Regions from separate parts of the Mus musculus genome. Here region 1 is linked to region 2. The links are chromatin contacts, called in public targeted proximity ligation maps. All regions are on one chromosome and are shown on one strand. The core of a region is the stretch at or near the end of the contact, and the rest is flanking DNA. Distances in the headings are between cores, read along the strand shown. Region 1 holds the start of Cemip2 (cell migration inducing hyaluronidase 2). Region 2 holds the start of 4930554I06Rik (RIKEN cDNA 4930554I06 gene).

Evidence for each region.
Region 1: a targeted proximity ligation map of pancreatic cancer cells shows a contact between it and region 2. A contact is called at or near these places in 2 of 39 promoter capture datasets (both in liver) and 2 of 130 datasets of targeted methods (bone marrow-derived macrophages and pancreatic cancer cells).

What each region holds. Positions count from the first base shown.
Region 1 is chr19:21,776,388-21,779,943 of GRCm38.p6, forward strand. It overlaps Cemip2 (cell migration inducing hyaluronidase 2), which reads left to right and starts at 1,953. Exons shown (of 24, transcript NM_001033759.2): 1 at 1,953-2,399.
Region 2 is chr19:21,102,917-21,106,478 of GRCm38.p6, forward strand. 4930554I06Rik (RIKEN cDNA 4930554I06 gene) reads left to right here and starts at 1,794. Exons shown (of 2, transcript NR_126458.1): 1 at 1,794-1,836; 2 at 2,077-2,622.

The sequences.
Region 1 (3,556 bases), core at 703-3,202, 670 kb after region 2:
CACATGTTAGGGTGGCCTGCCTCTCTTCTCTTTTAAAAATTATTTTTAGTATTTTATGTGTATAAGTATTTTGCATGCATGTATGTCTGTGTACCTACCATTGAGGTCGGAAGAGGGCATTGGATCCCCTGGAGCTGGAATTAGAGACAGTCATGAGCTGCCCTGTAGGTTTCTGGGAATCAAATCTGGATCCTCTGGAAGAGGAGCCCAAGCCATATCTCCAGCCCCCATCCTCCCTTCTTGAGTTCTAAACATGTCCCATTGAGGCCACCTTAAGAGTCCTTCCTCCTTTGCAGTTTGTCATAGAGAATCATCTGCTCTATTATGTTAAGTCCTCCCCTTTTCTCTTCTAAAGAGGGACTGGGGCTGGAGATGGCAGATGGGTAAGGATTTTGTGACGGCTCAGATGTCTCTGGAGCTTCTCCTTCTGCATCTTTCCAAGGTTTTAGTTAACTGTGGGTTCGGTCCAGAAGCATTGCCAAAATTTACATTTGCAGACTCCTCTGACTCAGTCCATAGAGCTTTGTTGAGGCATTTCCAAGTTTTTTAGGATCTCAGGGGATTCTTATTAGCCCCAGTCTGGAAACATTGGTTCAGTTCTACCAAGTCCTAAACCAAACCTTGGAAATAGGGTATTCCTTTTTCTGTCTGCTGGTGTATCATAGCTACACGGTTGAATTTTTACTGGAAGGGGGAGAAAACAAACAAATAAACAAACAGACAGACAAACAACAGTGAGCCTGAAAAATGAACAATCCTGCCTGTACAGTATTCAATGAAACAGTTCCCCAGAGGCGACACGTCCAACTCCGAATTAAATAGAGGATGATGACTGTCCGGATTTGGCAATCTGGCAGCTGTCATTAGCTCCTGACCTCGTGGTCTGACGGACCAAGCCAGGTCGCGCCCTTTGCTGCAGGAAAGGCTTTTCCTCTGCCAGAGCAACTTCCTCCAGGGGACCGGGTGGTGGCAGGGCTACTCATGCCACCCGGCCAGTATATTCTGCAGTAGGGTGGGCTGAGGATTGGTTTTCAGTGTTGCATCTCCGCCTCCTGCAAGCTTCAGCCACTCTAGAGTAGCGTGGCCAGAAGGCGTGACCAGGCCTAGGTATATTTATTCTGGCCTTAGTGTGAGATGCTGGGGCTGCTCCAAGCTCCTAACCAGAACTGGACAACGGTCTGAAGTCAAGAACACACTGACTCTGCTGAGAGGGCTACGAATCCAGCTTCCTTGTTGGCCAGGTGGGGGCAGTCGAGGCGCCAGGACCCGAGGCTCAGAAAGTTTTGAGTGAGGTGGGGGGCTTGCGGGATATTATTGGGGGAATATACTGCTATGCCGAGTCAGCTTCATTCCGGAGCGATAAAAGATGTCGAACTCAGCTATTGGATGATAAAGGAAGAGAAAAGAGTTCAACCCTGTGTGTGTGTGTCTCAGGGGTGGTGGTGGTGGTGGTGGTGGTGGTGGTGTGTGTGTGTGTGTGGGTGGTGGTGGTGGTGGTGGTGGTGGTGGTGGTGGTGTGTGTGTGTGTGTGTGGGGTGGTGGTGGTGGTGGTAATAGGGGTTCAGCAGCCTGGCTAGACCCGAGAAGATGCAGGTTCAGTTTCGAGTGATGAGGGGTGCAGGCTCAGGTCGACTTTGTCAAGAGGTGACAAAAAAAGCAGTATCAGACTCAGCTGGGATGATGAGGTACACAGACTCAGGTTCAGGCCCGCTGCTTTTCCTGAACTCCCAGGTAGTCATCTGTAGCCGAAGGTCAAGGAGCCGCTGGGAAACCCTGGCCGCCGACGGTGTTGGCGGGCGTCCTTCCTGCTGAAGGCAGCTGGAGGCGCTGAGCCTTCGTCTGCAGCTTGTGGTGGGCGGAGCCTCCGCAGGTCTCGTCCCTCTGACAACAGGCCCCGCCCACCCCGCCTTTGACCCGCCTCCCTAGCTCGGGGCCGCCTGCCCAATCCGCAGCACTCTCGGCCCAGCCGAGCCGGCGCTTGTGTGGCCGGAGGCTGATTAGAGGGACCCTAGCGAGCCGCGGCGCCCGCCGAACCGGGGACCTGCGCGGCTCGGGAACGCGCCCTGCCTGCCGCTATTGTCTCGGAGCCGCACAGGCTCGCGCCGCCCGGACGGCGATTCCCCTCCTCTTCCTCCGGGAGGGAAGGATCCAAGAGCGCCAAGCCGGGCTGGCTGGAGGAGGTGGCCGCGAAGGCGGAGGGAGGAGCGTTACTCCCCGGCCCCGACTGCTTCTCCTCCGGCGTAGGTTGCCGCTGAATTCAGAGCGGCAGCGGGACGCGGGTTCCTGGCCATGGAGAGGAGATCTGCACGCGGGGACTCCAGGAGCTCTGCTCCCGCTCCTGCTCCTCTGGCCATCGCGTAGACACCTGAGTAGACCGACGCCAGGAGGGGGAGGGGAAGGTAAGGCTCCTCTAGTCCCGGGTGCCCAGCCCCGCCTCCTTGGCGGTCCCAAGGGCCCGGAGGGCGCAGACCCGACTTGCGCACCTTGGCGTCCTGGAGGCCTGGCTGTCCCTGTGCTGGCGTTTTTTTGCCGAGAAGCACAACATCCTGTGGGTTCCAGCGTCCGCCTTTGCCGGCGCCTTCCCGCCGGAGTTCTCCCATACATAGCGCCCCGAGACTCAACCTTCTTCCATGAAAAGGGGTCCTTAGGAATAGAGGTTTGATCCCCTTTTCATCCACTTTGTGTTCCCGGGGAGGTTAACAATGGGTCTTTTAAAGTCGGTGTGAACAGCCCTAAAGTTTCTGGAAAGGCTGCGTGGGGGACGCGGACCGCAGTGAAAGATTGATGGAATGTGCATTGTGGAGCCTTGGCGTCTACAAGAGCACGCTTGTGTAAAGTTTGGGGGGGAGTGTGGATCTTTGTCTCCTACTGTTCCCCTGAGTTGGTGTGACCCTGCTCCGTGTGGTAAGGCGCAGTTTCAGAATCTGGGCATCTTTAAAGCTGGGGACCAGTTTTTAGCACAGGACCTCACTCACCACAGTTCCTTGGCAGAGTTGGGAGGTCCTGGCAAAGAATGGGGTTCTCACTGCGAGTACCCTGAGGTGCTTCACGTAATACTACTTACTGCCCTCTAGCAATAAAACCAAGGTCTCTGCTGGGGGGCTGGTGTTTGTCACCAGACCCCCTGTGGAGCAGAAACACTCCCCTTAAATTCTCCGCCGAAGGTTAGGAGAACAGACTTTTGACACATCTCCTTTCTTCTGCAGTTGGGGTTAAAGGTAGAGTGCCTGTCTTTTAGGAACTTCCATCTGCTCCTGAACCACACAGTGTGTTGGACTGACTCCCTTGTGCTGGTGACTAGTCTGATGCTACACAGTTGCACATGTTGAAGGGCTGCAGAAGTCTTAAGGGCTCTTACCAGTAAAAAGAAAATTTAGAGGAAGAGGAGGCAGGAGAAGAGTTTCATCAAAGCTTAAGGGAAGCCTGAATTCCCATTGCAACCAGGCTTATCTGTTGGAAATGGCCACTAAACCCAAATACAAACAAATTATATATATCCCTAAAGATTAAGAAAACTTGACCCATTAGCACTGGTCTGGTCTCCATATCCTACTCT
Region 2 (3,562 bases), core at 544-3,043:
TGTCCTCTTCTGTAAGAAATACAATCCCAGCACTTAGAGGAAGGTCATGAGTTTTAAGTTTAGCCTGAATGTGAAACAATGAAGCTTAGTGGATAAACCTAGGTATTATACATCATTTTCCCTGTTGCTGTGAGTAAATGCCTTGGTTAGGACAAAGGCAACTTAAAAATGGGCTTTAATGGGTTTTATTTTTTATTTTGACATACAGTTCGAAGGGATACAGTCAGCCATATTAGTGAAGCTACGGCAGCAGAAACCTAAATCAGTTGATCATATTTTCTAGCTTAAAAGTATGTAGGGATTAGAAGGCAGACTAAAAACTGCTACTAAAAAACAAAACCCAAACAAACAAACAAGCCTTTAAAACTCCCAAACTCCACCATGTCTGAAGGGACTGTAGCCAGCCTGAGCATGGTACACGTGACTCTGCCTGGTCTTGTCCTTTCCCCCATTCTCTCTGCCTTACTAAAGGCCATTAGATTACATCCCTAAAAGCTGGCTTCCAAGGTCTATTCTCTTATTTGGCTACTTCTTCCTCTTGAGGCTGACCACCAAGCTCTATCAAAGTATTGAAGTCCAGCAATCAAAAGCCCCTTAGCCTGTACAGTTAAAATTAAACACCTCATTCTAACACAGCGTTTCCCCCTTTACATTTATAAACTGCCCTTTGCTTGTGTGTCTGTCTCCTCTCTAGCCAGAGGTAGTCCTCTGACCCAATCCAGGACATACCCCTGCCTCCTCTCCCTTGTTCCCTTCTCCTGTTTCCTTGACCTTTATCTCCTGTCTTTGTCTCTTATTCTCTGCCTTTGTCCCTCTGGGGCAAATAAATCTCCACTGTGCAGAGAACGTGGTCTTGGGGCTTCCTGAGCCTAGACTATTCCCTTACAAGGTCAAGTCCCACACCTAGTGATGTAATTCCTTTGGTGAAGCTCCCTCTCTTAAGGACTCCATAACCTTCTTACAAAACAGTGTTACCAACTGCTGGCAATAGGCATTTCACATTCAAACTGCAACAACCCCCAGCTACCTCAGATACCCAGGAATGTGGGTAGATGGATGTCAGTGGTTGAGGTCCTCATATGTAGAACCATCAGAAGGATAAGTTATATGTCTTATAAAAGACCATACACTAGATAGCTTTGGGGGGGGGGGAACAATTCTTGTTTCTCACAGTTCTGGAAGATAGGATGTTCACTTAGCAGACTGATTTCTAAAGAAGCCTGCTTTGTCATAGATGGCTCCTCCTCTGTGTCCTCTCATGGTGCAAGAGGTCACTAGTTCTCCAGGGCCTTGATTATAAGGACATTAATTCCATGAATGTGGACTCCACACTCCTATCCTAGCTTCCTTCCATAGACTTTATCTGTTAACACCACCTCTGTGGGACTAGGATTCCAATATATAATCTGAGGCAGCTACAAACTTTTAGTCTTTGAAAGAGCTGCCCAGAATTCCGATAGAGCAAGAAGTGGAAGAAAACGGGAGTACTGTCGGATTGTATCAACGGATGGTTCCTTCATGACTCAGAAAACAAGTGAGGGGACCATCTGCGGGTATTTGAGGTCACAAGGTTCTATTGGAGGCCACAGTACCACCCCGCCCCATCACGTGATAATAGAACCTGAGTACAGTAGATAGAACAGGAAAATACCAAGGGCACGCCCCTTCTGTGATGCAAACCACACTGGTCCTTGTAGTCTGATAGCAGGAGCAAGAGGAACAATAACATACTCTCCTATGACAAGTCAAGGAGGGAACAAACAGTAAAGCCAGCAGGCATCAAGGGAGCAGGCAGTCTCCTCAATGCCCAGAGTGGCACTAGTAACCACCCCAGGAGTGAGTCACTGGCATGGGGGAGGGCTGAGGAAAGGCTGCAGCTCTCGCGCACGCTGGGCTGGTAAACAACCCCAAAGGATCAGAGCCAAACCAGGAAATGCCAGAATATCAACCTGTGGTTTCGGGGTGGATGCCTGGGCCCCACCACAGGGCTGCTACAGGGGTAGTGTCTGGAGATAGAATCCAGAAGGTTCCATTTTAAGCAAGGTTTGAGAAGATCTTTGTTTTTTAAATCAGTAGAACCCAAGGACAAGCAACGGAGCACCTTGGGCTGGACTCTTAAGTTGGGAGACTTTGGAGCCACAGTCTAGCCTCGCTCTCAAGAGGAAGACCAGCTAGGGGTCAAGGGAAGACCCCCAGGGGTAAATCTGCTCATCCAGTGCTTAAGAAAACCCACTTCAAATGTGATATTAGGCCCATCGCCAAGGCCTGACTCAGCTTCTCTCCATGGCCTGTGCTGGGTGTTTGCTTAGGGTTACACTGTGGGCAGGACACAACCAGGAAGAGAAGAGAAGACCTCTTCACCCGCAATGTCCATGGGTACCTGTGTCTGCCCACCCGGAGGCCTTGCTGGCTTAACTAGAAGCATGCTGGCTATTTGAAAGTTTTGTTATTGTTATTCTCTTTGGTCTTGTTTTTATCGTGATTTGGTTTGGTTTTCCACGGGAGTTTGTTTCTGGGTTTAGACGCCTGATTTACTTTCTTCTAAAGCACCCAGGAGGGATGGGGAAATGCTTTGGGTCAGAATACAACATTTAAAAGTAAACGAATGAACTGAGAAGTTAATCTTACTGACTTAAATTTTTATTTCTTCTCTTGTAGATTAAGTTTTGCAAAACAGAGCTTGCTCAATTAAGTAGGATCTTAAAAATCTGAACATGTAGAGGTAGTTTAATTGTATCCATTGAGGGTTTTTTTTTTGTTTTTTGTTTTGGGGTTTTTTTGTTTTTTTGTTTTTTTTTTGCCCCACCCCTTCTCTGTTTGACATAGAGAATCACTGGAATGTATTAAAGACATCAGAACAAAGCCACTGTCTAAGACAAGTTGCATAGGAAATGAAACAATAAAGGTTGAGCAGGGCAGTGTGTTAAATTGAGTCCTAAAATGAGAACCCCAGTCAGGAGAATTGACTAGATCTTCACAAGGTCCTCTCTTCTTCTTCTTCCGGTGTTCAATGTTACCATTTTGTAGATCCTGCTCCCCCACTCTCTCTCCCCTCCCTTCTCTGTCTCTCTTTTTCTGTCTGTCTGTCTCTGTCTGTCCCCACTCCCACACACCCCCTTTGCCTTCCTCCTTCCAAATTGAGTACATAGGTTTTCAAGTTTCAGGAATAAATCAAGCCAATAGATGCTCAGCTTTGGTTGAGGACATGTGAGGAGGAATGGGGGTTTTGTTTGATCAGTTTGGGGTTGTTTTCTTTTGTTTTGTTTTAAGATAGAAACACAACTCATACTATGTTTTTCCTTCTTTTGGTGATGATCCACCCACTGGGTCTTGCCATCAGTGACAAGCTCCGATTGTAGTCGGCAGATGGCCTTTGATTGGCTGGATACCATCAGTGTTCCTTCTGGGTGAGCTATTGAGTAACAAAGTTTCAGAATGCATTTGGTTATTCACACTGTAATTAAAGGAAGGTCCTTGCTTTGCCCGCAGCTTTCCCAACACAAACAGAAGAGGCGTGAGTCAGCGCAGGCAGCTGCCCCGAGGTAGTACAGTGTTTGTTTCT